Linked DNA regions of Mus musculus: regions 2, 3, 4 and 5 are each linked to region 1. The links are chromatin contacts, called in public HiChIP or PLAC-seq maps. All regions are on one chromosome and are shown on one strand. The core of a region is the stretch at or near the end of the contact, and the rest is flanking DNA. Distances in the headings are between cores, read along the strand shown. Region 1 holds the start of Cpped1 (calcineurin-like phosphoesterase domain containing 1). Region 2 overlaps Snx29 (sorting nexin 29). Region 3 overlaps Snx29 (sorting nexin 29). Region 4 holds the start of 4833415N18Rik (RIKEN cDNA 4833415N18 gene). Region 5 overlaps Snx29 (sorting nexin 29).

Region 1 (2,700 bases), core at 188-2,687:
TCCTGCCAATCTAAGGATCAGGACAAAGAGTTCATTCCTGCAAGCAGTCGCTCCTAGAGCACTGTGGCAAAGAGAAATCTGGAGAAGCAAAGACAAGAAAGACACCAAGTTGGTAAAACTCAGCACATCCATTAACAAAACATACAGCACGAATGCGCAATCAATGGGATACTGTTCAGAAGGAAGGAAGGAAGGAGAACTACTTAGAATAGGAGGCATCTCAAAAACATGTAGGCTGGGAAAACAAACAAACAAAAACCTAAGACACATTAAAATCTGTAGAAAATGGCAACACTGCAGACTGGACTTTCCCCAGTCCACCATCAGTGGATTTTTGGCTGTGCGCACCTGTGCAGAACCTTGAACTGCAAGGAGGGGAAAAGAAACAAAGGCCTAGCAGAGAACTGTAGGATTGATCTTCTTTGGCTAGCTAGGCAGAGGTAAGTCTGAGGAAATGAACCTGAAAATAGGATGTGAAGGCTGAGAAGGTGCCAGACTTCCAAGTCCCACCAGGTGAGCAGAGGAGAGCAGGTGCCAAGGCCCTCCGGGTTTGGAACGGGCCTGATTCTTTTTTCAGAGCAGTTCAGGCAAATTAGAGGCTGGATAACAAGGCGAGCGTTCCTGTGATTCTAAGCCAAGTGCCAGAGAAGAATCAACCCCAAAGATCCAAAGGAAACACAGGGAAACAGGAACCAATCCGGTATCCTCTGAGTTGCTGGGGCCTATCATTTGCTTAACACCCAGCATGTGTTCCACACCCAAGGTTACAGAAATAGTCTGATGTGTTAACAACGCTCCCTTTGAGGCAAGACTGGGTCAGATTATCTAAGCCCAACTTCCAAGAACGCTACCTGGACCAGAATGCCTTCCCTTTCTACGGTTACAGTAAGCAACTGGATATAAAAACACTCTCACTACAATTGACAGCCCCTGACACACACAGCGCTTGTCAGCTGCCCCGCAGAAGCTTGCCAAGGAAGAGAGAAGACAGGCCCCGTAGCAGAGCCCAAGCAGTCATTCACTTCTCTGCCACCTCCGCCCCGCTTCTGTTTAGTTTGTTTGCTTTATTTTTTAAGTTTGTGGTTTGCAAGGTCAAGTCAAGGCCAGCGAAGCACCCAACACTGCGAGGGAGGAACAACTCCGACAACGGTCCCCGGTGCTGTGTGCAACCCACGAAGGGATCCGGATAGAAGTGAGCGCCCGCGACCGGAAGGTTCCCCTCGCGGAAGGTTCTGCAGCTCTGGAGTGCCCCCCTTCCCAGGCGAAGAGCCAAGCAGTACCTGAGGAAAACGCGTCCAGGGTCCTGCCCCGGGCTCTGTGGAAAACATCCGCCGCCTCCATAGCGGACATGGCGAGCGACTGGCCTTGCCTGGGCACGTTCTGTGAGAGGAGGGAGCGACTCCACACCACCCGGCAGCCCCGCCTGGAACAGCTTCTGGAACCTGCCCTCCAGGAGGGCCGGGCGGGGCGGGGCCGCTCTGGGTGCTGCTAGTACTGCCTGGGCAGAACACGGAGATTGCCACCCCTAGTGGGATCCTCCCGGGGTCAGGATCCAACTTTCACTGGAACAGACTGGGGGTTGAGGCTTTGAGGCCTGGAGTTGTCTTATGTAACACGCATCGGGCCGCTTCATAATTTGGGATTTCAGGTTAACAAGAATAGGAAAAAACAAAACAAAAACAAACAAACAAAAAAACCCAACAAAACCCACGTTTAGCTTAAATATATCTCATGCAGTATTTGGGAGATACTTAAGCAGTTATTTTTAAAATATTGTTTATCTGAAATTCCATTTCAATTTGATGTCCTAAGTTTTATGTTGCAACCCTTCCAAACTGCCCACCATAATCTCAAGAGTCTTTAAGGCATCTTGACTGCCTGGACATTGCCACTGTCATTCTGTCACTGTTGTTGCTGGGTAACAGGCATTGCCCGAAGTACTTTGTGTTTTGCTTGTTACCTCATTGACTGCACTTGTCAGATGGGGAAACTGACACTCAGAGAGAGACACAACTCCTGAAAGCTAAGAGCTGCAGGTGAGCAAGACAAAATCTATCCAACTCAAAAGCCGTTACACTGGACTACAACCCTCACACTTGGTAGCAATCCAGATTTCGAGGTGGAAAATGTTAAATTCAGATCTCCAAAAAGAGGATACATTTATTAAGCACTACAGGGGAATTCCTAGGATCTGCCAAGTTGCTAAATTTTCTTCTCAACAAGTGTAAGCCTGAAATGTTCGTATGGTTAACAGAGCTAGGATGATGTCCCATGACCTTGAACTAGAGTCAGATATAAGTCCTAGCAATTTAGGACAGAAATACAAATGAGCTTGTGTCTCAGCTACTTGGGTTTATCCTAATACTACCACTTACTTTAGGTATGATCTTAAAAATTAGTTGCTCTGCACCTCAGTTTTCCTACCTGTCAAATGAGAACAATAACAATACCTAGGGTTATTGGGTTGGTGAGAAAGTTAGATGATGTTGTAATTTGCACATAAGATGTCTCCCGTAGGCTCATGTTGGAAGTTGTCCCCAGCTAGTTGTGAACGAAAGAAAAAGAAATAAAAAGGAAGGGAAAGGATATGAATTCCCCCTAGGTGTGGTGGAGGAGAAAGCTTATCTGTGGGAGAGTGTAGCCAAAAGCTGAGACATCTGTGAAAATCTAATACTGGGCAAGGGGAAGGGGTAAGGAGAA
Region 2 (2,762 bases), core at 60-2,559, 230 kb before region 1:
TCTCATTTTAATAACAGCCTGGATTTGAATGTTAAAACCGCCTCCTTTTAAATGTTAGAAGCTAAACAGGCTTTTAAAAAAGCAGTATGATATTTAAGTTTACAACAGATAGGAACCAAAATATTTCACTAATCAGAGGAAATATTTTGATTCCTATCTGTTCTATTTTTTGTTTAAAAAAAAAGTAACTAGTTTGAGGATACTCAACTTTATTTTCTTACTTTATCCTCAAACTAGTTACCTTTTTTTAATCAAAAAGAATAATAAAGGAAGCAAGATACTAAGCAGCTCAGAATGGTAGCTGTATTCCCAGCACTAAGGCTGACACTGACACAGGAGGATTGCCATGAGTTCTAGGCTAATCTGAACTACATAGTAAGTTTCAGAACCACATGGCCTAAAAAGTGAGACTTTGTCCCTAAATCAATTAACTAATTCAATCAATTTAATTAATCATTTAATGAAAGGTGAGAATACCTTTACTGCAAGATTCACTATGTGAATCTCTGCTCAGTTGATCATGGTGTTTAATTAAGCAGGAAATGTGATCTTGGCAAAGCTTTGGTCATACTTGTTGTGCTCCATAATGAAGGGAAATACAAGTACCAATCTATGCTCACAGTCATGAAAAGCAGAACCAACCACAATGAAGAAAAGGGAAGAGGTCCTAAGGGCTTGCTGATGCAGCATCAAGTGACTCTGCTGACACATGGACACGTGTCCTCCTGAAAGCGGCTTAATGGCCTGGAAGGAGCCCATTGATTCTCATAGCAGTGGCTCAGGAAAATCAGGCCTATGATATTGTGTCGCTCCAGTCCAGTAGTTAGCCACAGTGTAGCCCCTGCAGCTGCTCCCTACCAGGTGAAGTACAGGCATGCACGTGGGAGGGGCTGTGAATGGCAGTGGAGGAGGGAATTGAGTTTAATATGCACTGTTGAATATTCAGGTTTCTTTCCCTTTCTCACACAAGTCTAACCCCCTCCCTTCCTCAGCACCATCTTGCAAATGCAGCCTTGCCTCTACACCAAACACATAATCAAAACAAGGTTTTAAGCTGCAAATAAGTTTAATAGAAAAGGAAATTAGTCACTTCAAAAAAAAAATCAACAGAGACCATTTGGACATTTGAAAGTCTTGGATTAGCCTTAATCAGCCCCCAGCAGTGCCTGTTCCCAGCGTGGAAGTCAGGTAGGGTGCAGCCCTTGCTGGCAGCAGACAATTTCTCAAAAAGAAGAAAAGACAGACAAAAGTTAAAACTGTCAAAATTAGTGTGTGGTTGTCATACAGAAATTGGGAAGTTAGAGGACCAGAAAGAACTCAGTTCCCTACAAAGACAGCACTGCAGTGAGAGCCTGCAGGCCTTTTCTACATTCTCCTCCTGAGATGGTCTCCCTCACCTGTGAAAATGTGCACCCTTCTTAACATAGAAATTGGCTCACCATGCTGCACCTCATGTCCAGGTCACCACTGCCAGTGTGTGTAGCACAGCTGGGTGATGGGGGCACAATTCCTTCCTTGTGCATTTTATTCTGCATTCTTACTGTCATGAACATTTCTGGGAGCCATAACGACTTTCATGCCCAGTCTGGTTTTTTCCCTCCTTTCTTCCCTATAGATAAATTTGTGGCTTGGGGACCGGGCTGCTGTGTGATATTTTAGAAAGTCAGAGTTCTGGAGAAGAGAGACACCCCCCCCAACCCTGTCACAGTGGGCAATTTATTTATTGATGCTTAAAATGACTGCACACGTTTATCCCCATGTGTGCAGTATGTACCCTGGTGTGCATGTGGAGGCCAGAGGAGTTCCAGTCAGTTCCCTCCTTCCACTGTGTGGACCCTCAGTCTTGGCAGCAAACACATTTACATATTAAATGTGCCTGTTTTCTTCATGCACATAATTGGAACAGTGCCACTGATTTTGCAGGGTCATTATAACTGTGAGTCTGATGTAGGGGCACTCGCTTATCCCAGTACTTCAGTAGACTGAGGCAGGAAGTCTCTAAGTTCAAGGCCGGTGGGGCTGCACAGCAGTTTCAGGCTGGCCAGCTACATGGTGAGATCTGTCTCAAGAAACCAGAGTAATGATTATGATAGCAGTGACCCTGCGGCTCTGGGCTCCGGAAGGCACATCTGCGGCTCTGGAAGGCACATCTGTGGCTCTGGAAGGCACATCTGCGGCTCTGGAAGGCACATCTGCGGCTCTGGAAGGCACATCTGCGGCTCTGGAAGGCACATCTGTGGCTCTGGAAGGCACATCTGTGGCTCTGGGCTCTGGAAGGCACATCTGTGGCTCTGGGCTCTGGAAGGCACATCTGTGGCTCTGGAAGGCACATCTGTGGCTCTGGGCTCTGGAAGGCACATCTGTGGCTCTGGAAGGCACATCTGCGGCTCTGGAAGGCACATCTGCGGCTCTGGAAGGCACATCTGCGGCTCTGGAAGGCACATCTGTGGCTCTGGAAGGCACATCTGTGGCTCTGGGCTCTGGAAGGCACATCTGTGGCTCTGGGCTCTGGAAGGCACATCTGTGGCTCTGGAAGGCACATCTGTGGCTCTGGGCTCTGGAAGGCACATCTGCGGCTCTGGAAGGCACATCTGCGGCTCTGGAAGGCACATCTGCAGCTCTGGAAGGCACATCTGCGGCTCTGGAAGGCACATCTGCGGCTCTGGAAGGCACATCTGCGGCTCTGGAAGGCACATCTGCGGCTCTGGAAGGCACATCTGCGGCTCTGGAAGGCACATCTGCGGCTCTGGAAGGCACATCTG
Region 3 (2,771 bases), core at 212-2,711, 200 kb before region 1:
AAGACCTAGAGAGTCTACATCAGATGCCTTCCCCCTCCCTGTGTCCATCATTTTGTACATCTGTAAGATGGCACTTGTCGCTGACAGTGACGCCTTGCCCTTCTACATGGGTTCTGGGCTTGAGTTAAGGTCTGTTTACTTAAGAAGCAAGTACTTTACTGACTGAGTCATCTCTTCAGCCTTTTGTTTTTCCCCTGTGCAGTCAACCATTGGCCTTGAGCTCAAGTCACCATGCCTCAACACAGACATTCAACACTACCCCTAGACCTTTGTTCTAAGCCAAACACCCCTCAGCTGATTTCCTGCATTCATATTCCTCACCTAGCTGGAGACACCATGTCCCTCCCCTCCAGTTCTTTCCCAGTTGAATTCATCAGGGTTCTTTGCACCTTTTTGGGCAGGCCAACTAATTTTCTGAGGCCAGGGGTGAAGTCTGGCTTAATTCTTTCTGGATCCCTAGTGCCTATCTATAAGGGGGATAGAAATAGCCATTTGGCTGTCTCTGAGCTAGTAATACCTGATTGCTACCAGGGAAAGAGACCTGATGTGAATCGGGTCTAAAAGGTAGGGAGGGCACATGACTGAAACACAGTGTTTTCAAATCTGGTCCCCTCCAAAGGTGAGCCAACAAGCCAGCAGGAAGACCACTCTTTGGGAACCATTGGCCAAGACATTCTGATGTGACATTCAGATGGTGCTGAGTGTCTATTTAGAGTATAGTGTGTAGAACTGGGCACTGCACTTCTCCCTCTGAGAGACTGTGCTGGCCCCTTCTACTTCCCAGGCCTCCTCTGTACCTCTGTCACAGACCTGTGGGATGGTGCTGGCAGTCCTCAGTAAATAACTAACATGTCTCCATCTCTTCCTCTTCTTGTCTCTCTCGCTTACATAACCCAGTGAACTGGAAAGTCATTTGTCCTGAGCTAAGTTGTTTATCTTCTGCAGCATTTGACGGTGATAATATCACTCCATCAGTGTGGTCCTATGGTAATTTGGGCATTTTGTTCTAGCACCAAGGACATTACAGTTAATAACACATGAAGCCATTTCATTAAAAGGAAAGTTGAGCGAGGATACATTAACATAGGCTGTGAACCAAAACACAAATCATCTTACTCATTGCCTATTAAGGAAATAAAATGTATTAGGAACCTCAAGCCGTTTTGAAGAGTGTCTAATGCCATCTGATTGTTTTGCATGTGAGAGCCCTCACATCAGTGTCAGCTGTCTCTGCTTTCCTCTGCATGAATATGGTGTGGCTCCCGGCCGTTCCTACATCAGGAGCTCTGAGCTTGGTCTCCTCTGCCCTTTGTATCATGTAATGGTGCTTACAAGTCTTACTTGTTTGTTCCTTGGCTTCACTTTAAAACAAAGAAAATCACTGAGCTTTAGAGAACTTCTTATGCAATATGTCTGGAGCCATATGCCATTGTCCACGAGTTCCAGGAAGTGAGAGTCAGACTTGCATTTTCTAAGAGAAACAAGACCTATGTTTCTCTGGACCTGTTTTTCGTGCTCTGGGCTTGGTAGTGTAGACCTGTCATCCCATATACTTGGGGGTGGGGGTGAGGAGGAGCTGAGGCAGGAAAATCACAAGTTCAAGGCCAGCCTGAACTACAGAATGAGATCTCTGAAAATAAGAAATGAAAGTAATGGCTGGGGTGTGCCACATTGGTTGCCACTTGCTTAGCATGGCTGAGGCCCCAAGCTAAATCCCCAGAACCAAGGAGAGGAAAGAACAACACCGTACAGGGCTAACATTTGCTTCTGGGGTCAGGACTTCATGTGGGGCAGAAGCTGAGTAACAAGGGAGGTGTTTAGTGGCTGCTAGCAAGCAGAGGCAGCATGGTGGTTTGCTTGCAAACCCACTGTTTATATTTGTGAATTCTTGTTGCATGTGGGCCAGACTCTATAGTCTATTCCTTGTCAGGGTTTACAGCAGCCATTAAGTTATCCCTAAGAGGTCCCCTTCCTGAAATAGCTCTCTGGTTTGGGAGTCTGGGTGTGTTGGTGACAGGGTTGTATAAATGCCTTGTTGGCCTGCAGCCAGCACAGAGGGTACCCCGCTCAGGCTGAGTCAGAGCCCAGTGTGCATCCTGGGTTTATTTTAGTGCTTGCAAACCCACCCAGGGGGGTCAGGTTCTGACCTCTGGTGTTACCAATGAGCTTTCTGCAAGCAGAGGGCACCTAGTATTGCCCTATCCACAGCAACGCTTTCTGTTTGTATTCTCTTGTATGCCTAGCATTTGACAATTAATTAGGCATGGTAATTACCTGCTTTAATTTCGTGATTGCACATCCTATAATTACCCCTAATTCTGTAATAGGGAAGTTCATGTACACAAAGGCAGTGGATGACGGAGGTGACAGGGCTTGCCATATCTGCAGCTGCCATTGCTCACTGTGCCTGTTAGGCATGGCATCTCAGGATCACCCAGTGAGGCCAGGCTCCACCCCATTCTGCAGGGGAAGGAACTGAGTTTCAGGGCGAGGGACCATGCTTTGTGTTAAAGTAAGTATACTGGGGAGCAGCTAGGATGGCCCAGGCCTTTCCTGTGTATAGCTTTGTGCTCCGTGTCTCTGCCAACCTGCCTGATGTCCCTCATACTTTGGGCTAATGAGTCCTGTGTTGTGCTTGGCAGGCATTTGACCTGGAACTTCTACCTGCCAAAATGAGCTTGCAGATCTTAAATCTCTTTCCCTGCCTATCCTGCCCTCATCCACTGTGTGTATGACCAGTTGTTCACTGAAAGGAACAACTGACACTTGAC
Region 4 (2,733 bases), core at 200-2,699, 130 kb before region 1:
AATTTAGCGTCGTCAAACCTTCTCTTTATTTTTGGGCACTTGTTTCAATCACTTATGTGAGCGTGCATTATTCATATTATCCACATGATTTTTTTTCTAAAAACACTTTTGGCAGCCAGCCTCATGATTCTGACTTATAACTCATGGGCGGGGCTGTGCCTGGAGGAGGGCACACTGCAGGAGCTAAAGGAATGTTCAGACTCTCAAAGACAGCTGGATACCCCACACCGGGAAACTGAGCAGGAAGAAACTTGCCCTGGCAATCTACACAATTTCCAGTGGTAAGTTGCTGACATTTATTGAAATTAAAAGTAAAGGTAACATTTGACCCAACAATTCTGCCACCAGGAGCTGGCTTTCTATGAAGCTCCCTGCATCCGAAGCAAATCCAGGTTATGTGAAGTGCTCACCAAGGCACTGGGTGGGGCCATCACCCATTCCAGGCAATAACAAAACGACGTCACACAGTCCTGGGGCAGCACAGGAAGCATTCTCTCCACCAAGGGACACTGAGAAGGTCCCAGCATGGCACATTAACTAGAGGAAAATGTGTGTGCCTGTGCTTTTAAAATAGATTCTTAGATTTGGGTATGCATGAAGTTTTTCTGGAAGGCTAAGAGACTGAAGCGGTGACGGCTCTCAGGGAGGTGGCCTTGGAGGACTGTATTGCAAAAGGAGCTTTGAGGCTATATCTGCATCTATATCTGTCTATATCTTCTGCTGCTGTTTGAGCATTTGGCCACATGGATGACTCATTTGCTTTAATTAAAATAAAAGCAGCAGCAAGCAAAGCAATGCCCCAGAACCTTGGGTGGAGTGGGGAGCAGAGGCTGAGGCATACGCAGGTGACGGGTGGCGTCTGCCCATGTGGCATCTGTAGGTGATCATGCTGCGGCTTGGCATCTCCACCTGATTAAACTGGGTGAGCAAGAGGAATCTGCACGTCCGTGGGAGGCTCCTGTCACCAACCCTTGCTGTAAAGAAAGGCTTGCATGCCAAGCAGGTGGCAGGTAGAGTTCCTGTCCTGTCCCTGGTTTCCACATCAGCTCCAGCTCCAGGGACTTCCAGGGAGCAGATGTAGGGCAGGCAGGAGGCTCAGCCTGCTGCTCCCTGGCAGCCCATCTGCTCTGCCAATGCCTTCCAGATTCAGAGCAGTTATGGGGCCCTGAAGCTTGGGAAAGCCGCTGGGGAAGCTCACAGGGCAGAAACAGCAAACTGCAAACCTGCTGCTACTGCAAGCTGTGTGGCTCCGAGGGACACACACCTCCTCTAAGCCTTGGTTTCCTCACAGGCAAGAAGGAGTTGATAGTAATATCTGGGCAGAGGAGACAGCCCAGGGGATAAATTGCTTGCTGTGTGTGATGGTTTGAATATGCTTGTCCCAGGGAGTGGCACTATTAGGAAGTATGGCCTGGTTGGAGGAAGCGTGTGTCTGTGGGATGGGCTTTGAGAGCCTCCTCCTAGCTGCCCATGAGCCAGTCTTCTTCTAGCAGACTTCAGATGAAGATGTAGAACTCTCAGCTCCTCCTACACCATGCCTGCCTGGATACTGCCATGCTCCTGCCTTGATGATAATGGACTGAACCTCTGAACCTGTAAGCCGGCCCCAATTAAACGTTATCCTTATAAGAGTTGCTTTAGTCATGGTGTCTGTTCATATTAGTAAAATCCTAAGACACTGTAATAGAAAGGACCTGCATTTGAATCACCAGAATCTATGTAAAAGCCAAACACAGCAATGCAAATCTGAATCTTTGATTTTCCTAAAGTAAGATGGGAAGAGGAGACAGGAAGATTTCGGAAGCTCATGGGTGAACTAGTTTGGAATAAGAGAGCTAACAACAAAAGGACACTTTGCCTCCAACAAGGTTAAAGGCAAGAGACCACATCTGAAGTTGCACTACAAGCATGTTGTATCATATGTGTTCTGCATCCTCACATGCGTGCATGTGCGCGCACACACACACACACACACACACACACACACACACACACACACAATATCTAACTATCTCTAGGAGCCTGAAGTACTACATACAAGTTCATCCATGGCAGGAACTCATCAAGTATCCACCACTCATTCCTCTGACACTCTTGCAATGGCCTGGGATTTACACACACACACAGATACACACACAGATGCACACACACACATACACACACACACAATCACACACACATACACACACACGCACACACACACAGACACACACACACAGACACACACACAGAGACACAGACACACACACACACATAGTCTTTGCTATTAAGTAATTTATTTTCTACCAAAAGAGAGGTGATACATAATAATAGTTTTTCTATACTTGCAGAACTATATCTTATTTAACTTGTTTCATAAACCCATGCAGTCGTTATTTCTGTTCATGTTTTATAGATGAGGAGATGAGACTCCCAGGAGGATGAGGGCCACCCACAGGGCTATGGAAGAGGCTCAAGACTGATGAGGAAGGAAGAAAATCAGCTGGATCCTCAAGACACAAACAGACTAACAGACTCTTTCATTGCAACCTTTAGGGCGGAGGAAATTTGACATAGGATGCAGGGGCATCATACGATCGACTATGAGCAATGTGCCCACCGCGTGAGCCTCTCAGGACACAGGAAGTAAACCAACAGTCTCACTTTCCAGTGTCTCACCTCGGCTTCTCTTCTGTTCTCTTTAATTTGTCTTCAGAGCACTGAGCAGTGGTCGTCCTTGGTCCCAGACAATAC
Region 5 (2,700 bases), core at 55-2,554, 180 kb before region 1:
TCTTGGTTCCACGTTTTTGGACAGAACTTATGGTAGGAAGGTGTGTGAAGGAGGCTTGCCCATCATAGCAGACTACAGAGCAGACATGCAATAAGCAGGGTAAGTAACCTGTAATCCCAAAGACCTGACCCACTAACCTACTTCCTCCAGCTGGATCCCACCTCTGAAAGCTTCTACAGCATCCCCAAACAGCTGGGAGCCACGGGCCTGATACAAGGGCCTGTGAGGGATATCTTGCATTCCAATCAAAGCAGTTACTCTCTGGATACAGTGAACTTTACCCAAGGACTTGTGTGGTGACACCTGACAACAGTTGTGGCTCCTGGGACTCGTTCATCACTGTAAGTCACAGGCATTTGCCAGATCCCAGAGCAGCTTCAGCTACTGTCTTGTATCCTTAAGTTTATGAGTTTGCAGTTGCTGTGAACATGAGACCAGCCAGTAGACCTTGCGATTAATGAATCAACACAAAGGCCCTTGTAAGTGCTGTCATAGCTCCAGGGAATATGTTCAATAGGAAGGGCTTTCTGTTTGTTCCTGCATAGATGTTCCATGACTTAAAAATCATTGCTCTGATGGGCTCTACTATGGCCATGCAGTACCCTGACTGTGTCCCCACCCCAGACCTCAGGGTCACTAAATGGTTAAAGGTGGGCTAAAAACCCCAGATTGGTGTTAAATATTTCTATGACACATGAACCCATAACTGGGGTGGTCACCATGAGCAGATCATGGATGCTCCAACATCTGGGCCTGACATGTGTGCCCAGCCCATTCCAAGAGCAGGTATGCCTTCTTCTAACAGTGTGGGCTGAACACAGGAAGTGAAAGCTGTTTAAGGGATCATAATGTTGCTTCAGCAACGTCATGGTGGGGAAGAGTGAGTGTAGGGCCTGCAGGAATTAGACTGAAAAGTTATCTGTTGAACTGGAGGCTCTTGGGTCTGGGGCTGGAGCTTGGTGGTAGAGGGTTTGCACAGCATGCGAGGACCTGAGTCAGAGCCCTGATTTTGCGATAAGAAAGTGACTACTATTAAATAACTAAATAAATGTGTGTGTGTGTGTGGGTGTGGGTGTGTGTGTGTGAGTCAGTGTTCTATTGCTGTGAAGAGACACAGTGACCACAGCAGCTCGTATAAAGAAAAGCATTTAATTGGAGCTGGCTTACAGTTCCAGAGGTTTAGTCCTTTATCAGCACTGCAGGAAACATGTCGGCACGCAGGCCGAGAAGGTGCTGGAGAAGGAGCTGAGAGTCTTACATCCATTTCCACGGGCAGCAGGAAGAGGCCTAACTTGGGCTTCTAAAACCTCAAACCGACCCCCAGTGACACACTTCCTCTAACTAGGCCACAACTAATCCTTTCAAAGAGTGCCACTCCCTAAGCATTTGTACCAATGGATCTAGGGGGCATTCTTATTCAAACCCTCATCATGGCACATGGTCTAGGGGGGGCATTCTTATTCAAACCATCATCATGGCACATGGAGTGATGCAGAAACTCTCAACAGGATCCAAGAGCTGCCATGCCTGCTTTTATTTATCTAGGTCTCCTCTTATCTTGAAGAGGTGTCTTGGACTCTCTAAGTTCAGTAAAAACAGGGGACTCTCAAGTACTTAAGAGAAAGCAAGTTTAAGGATATCCACCATGGTCCTCAGCAACCAAAGCAGGGCCTTTAATCATGTTTTCCTGTGGCTCCATTGTTGTCCCCCAAGGGTTTAGCATGTGACAATTTCTGAAGGGGAGTGGGAAGATACAAGAGATATTGCACACTGGTTTCTGCCTGGGGCAGACAGATCACCATATCCAAATTACCCCAGGGCAGAACAAGCTTCCAGAACCTCTGTGACTCTCCTTCCTCCAGACAAGGTGATAGTGTTTGAACTGGGGCGTGTGATTCACTCTGCATGAACCATGGGGCCAGTTGGTTTATTTCTGTTCTTGTCAGAGCTGTAGATCTCTGGTGTCAGTACATTGGTTCAAGGCAGGCAGCTGTTGAAGTCAGACACATGGCCTTCACTATTAATCTCAGCTGTGTAACTTGGAGGAGACACTTGATCCCCCAGAGTCTCAGTGTCTTCCTGTGCAGTATGGGAAGCTCGTGCCTTCATAAAGCTGCTGTAAGGGTGAGTTGAGATGACGGGTCGCCTGTTGAGTAGTGTCCTACACTCCCATGCAGTTGGGTTCCTAGTTCCCGTCCTGGAACAGTCATGCTTTCCATTCTGTCTGTCTGGTTGATTTTCATGGTTAACACATACCACTGATTCTTTTGGAGTACTGCTTTGCATGTCCAAACTCTTTCCTGACTGTTCTGTCCCTGTGCTGCCCAGCCCCAGGGCTACAATCTGTCATCTCTGAATCTGAGAAAAGGAGTGGGTCCAGGGTAGAGCATCTTTCCAGACACTGAGCCTCTGGCTTTCCCCTCAAACGGTGTATGAAGATGATGTTGGGGGTTATGGCATTATCTCAGATCTTCCATTTCTTTCTATCCCAAGCAGCATTTGCCAGGGCTCATCTATCAGAACCTAACTAGGGTGCTCTCTGCCTGCTCACCAGTCTCCGTGTCTGTGATGTGAGAAGCTGTATTCCAGGATACGGAGTGGCAGGCTCTAGGTCTGGAGTAGAACCCTGATCTCTCTTTGGGGAGGATTAGAGGACCTCGTTCAAACGCCAACTCCATAAAGGCAGCTGGAAGAGTGTGT

Evidence for each region. HiChIP or PLAC-seq counts read pairs in DNA pulled down with a chosen protein or histone mark.
Region 2: an H3K4me3 HiChIP or PLAC-seq map of bone marrow-derived macrophages shows a contact between it and region 1, with 3 times the contacts expected there. The contact joins the enhancer-like site here to the promoter of Cpped1 in region 1. A contact is called at or near these places in 6 of 39 promoter capture datasets (the C10 cell line, frontonasal cranial neural crest, hematopoietic stem and progenitor cells and 2 more), 1 of 484 Hi-C or Micro-C datasets (reprogramming fibroblasts), 4 of 115 datasets of contacts at active chromatin or transcription factors (bone marrow-derived macrophages, embryonic stem cells, microglia and 1 more) and 2 of 9 other capture datasets (embryonic stem cells and liver).
Region 3: an H3K4me3 HiChIP or PLAC-seq map of bone marrow-derived macrophages shows a contact between it and region 1, with 4 times the contacts expected there. The contact joins the enhancer-like site here to the promoter of Cpped1 in region 1. A contact is called at or near these places in 6 of 39 promoter capture datasets (the C10 cell line, the HPC-7 cell line, hippocampal neurons and 2 more), 1 of 15 datasets of contacts at CTCF or cohesin (the NIH/3T3 cell line), 7 of 484 Hi-C or Micro-C datasets (the C10 cell line, CD4 T cells, the N1E-115 cell line and 4 more), 9 of 115 datasets of contacts at active chromatin or transcription factors (the NIH/3T3 cell line, bone marrow-derived macrophages, embryonic forebrain and 4 more) and 4 of 9 other capture datasets (adipose tissue, embryonic stem cells, liver and 1 more).
Region 4: a FOXA1 HiChIP or PLAC-seq map of pancreatic cancer cells shows a contact between it and region 1. The contact joins the promoter of 4833415N18Rik here to the promoter of Cpped1 in region 1. A contact is called at or near these places in 4 of 39 promoter capture datasets (the HPC-7 cell line, epiblast stem cells, hippocampal neurons and 1 more), 1 of 484 Hi-C or Micro-C datasets (Sertoli cells) and 3 of 115 datasets of contacts at active chromatin or transcription factors (bone marrow-derived macrophages and pancreatic cancer cells).
Region 5: an H3K4me3 HiChIP or PLAC-seq map of bone marrow-derived macrophages shows a contact between it and region 1, with 3 times the contacts expected there. The contact joins the enhancer-like site here to the promoter of Cpped1 in region 1. A contact is called at or near these places in 6 of 39 promoter capture datasets (the C10 cell line, frontonasal cranial neural crest, hippocampal neurons and 3 more), 1 of 15 datasets of contacts at CTCF or cohesin (the NIH/3T3 cell line), 1 of 484 Hi-C or Micro-C datasets (the N1E-115 cell line), 8 of 115 datasets of contacts at active chromatin or transcription factors (the 230-238 cell line, the NIH/3T3 cell line, bone marrow-derived macrophages and 4 more) and 3 of 9 other capture datasets (adipose tissue, embryonic stem cells and pancreatic islet).

Annotation. Positions count from the first base shown.
Region 1 is chr16:11,907,986-11,910,685 of GRCm38.p6, forward strand. It overlaps Cpped1 (calcineurin-like phosphoesterase domain containing 1), which reads right to left and starts at 1,438. Exons shown (of 4, transcript NM_146067.3): 1 at 1,281-1,438. The coding sequence starts at 1,350. All of the region lies in intron 2 of Gm9961 (predicted gene 9961), which reads left to right.
Region 2 is chr16:11,675,507-11,678,268 of GRCm38.p6, forward strand. The region is part of intron 18 of Snx29 (sorting nexin 29); the gene reads left to right. Among named protein-coding and RNA genes, the nearest start is that of Gm32100, 93 kb to the left of the region's middle. Within about 2 kb of position 1,310, at least 45 of the 459 cell types and tissues checked have an H3K27ac peak or open chromatin away from gene starts, as enhancers often do. A contact at or near this core is called in bone marrow-derived macrophages and microglia, where this site is marked.
Region 3 is chr16:11,708,145-11,710,915 of GRCm38.p6, forward strand. All of the region lies in intron 18 of Snx29 (sorting nexin 29), which reads left to right. Among named protein-coding and RNA genes, the nearest start is that of 4833415N18Rik, 70 kb to the right of the region's middle. Within about 2 kb of position 1,462, at least 19 of the 459 cell types and tissues checked have an H3K27ac peak or open chromatin away from gene starts, as enhancers often do. A contact at or near this core is called in the N1E-115 cell line, bone marrow-derived macrophages and microglia, where this site is marked.
Region 4 is chr16:11,778,253-11,780,985 of GRCm38.p6, forward strand. It overlaps 4833415N18Rik (RIKEN cDNA 4833415N18 gene), which reads left to right and starts at 1,450. Exons shown (of 2, transcript NR_126430.1): 1 at 1,450-1,595; 2 at 2,396-2,733.
Region 5 is chr16:11,728,012-11,730,711 of GRCm38.p6, forward strand. All of the region lies in intron 19 of Snx29 (sorting nexin 29), which reads left to right. Among named protein-coding and RNA genes, the nearest start is that of 4833415N18Rik, 50 kb to the right of the region's middle. Within about 2 kb of position 1,305, at least 41 of the 459 cell types and tissues checked have an H3K27ac peak or open chromatin away from gene starts, as enhancers often do. A contact at or near this core is called in the N1E-115 cell line and bone marrow-derived macrophages, where this site is marked.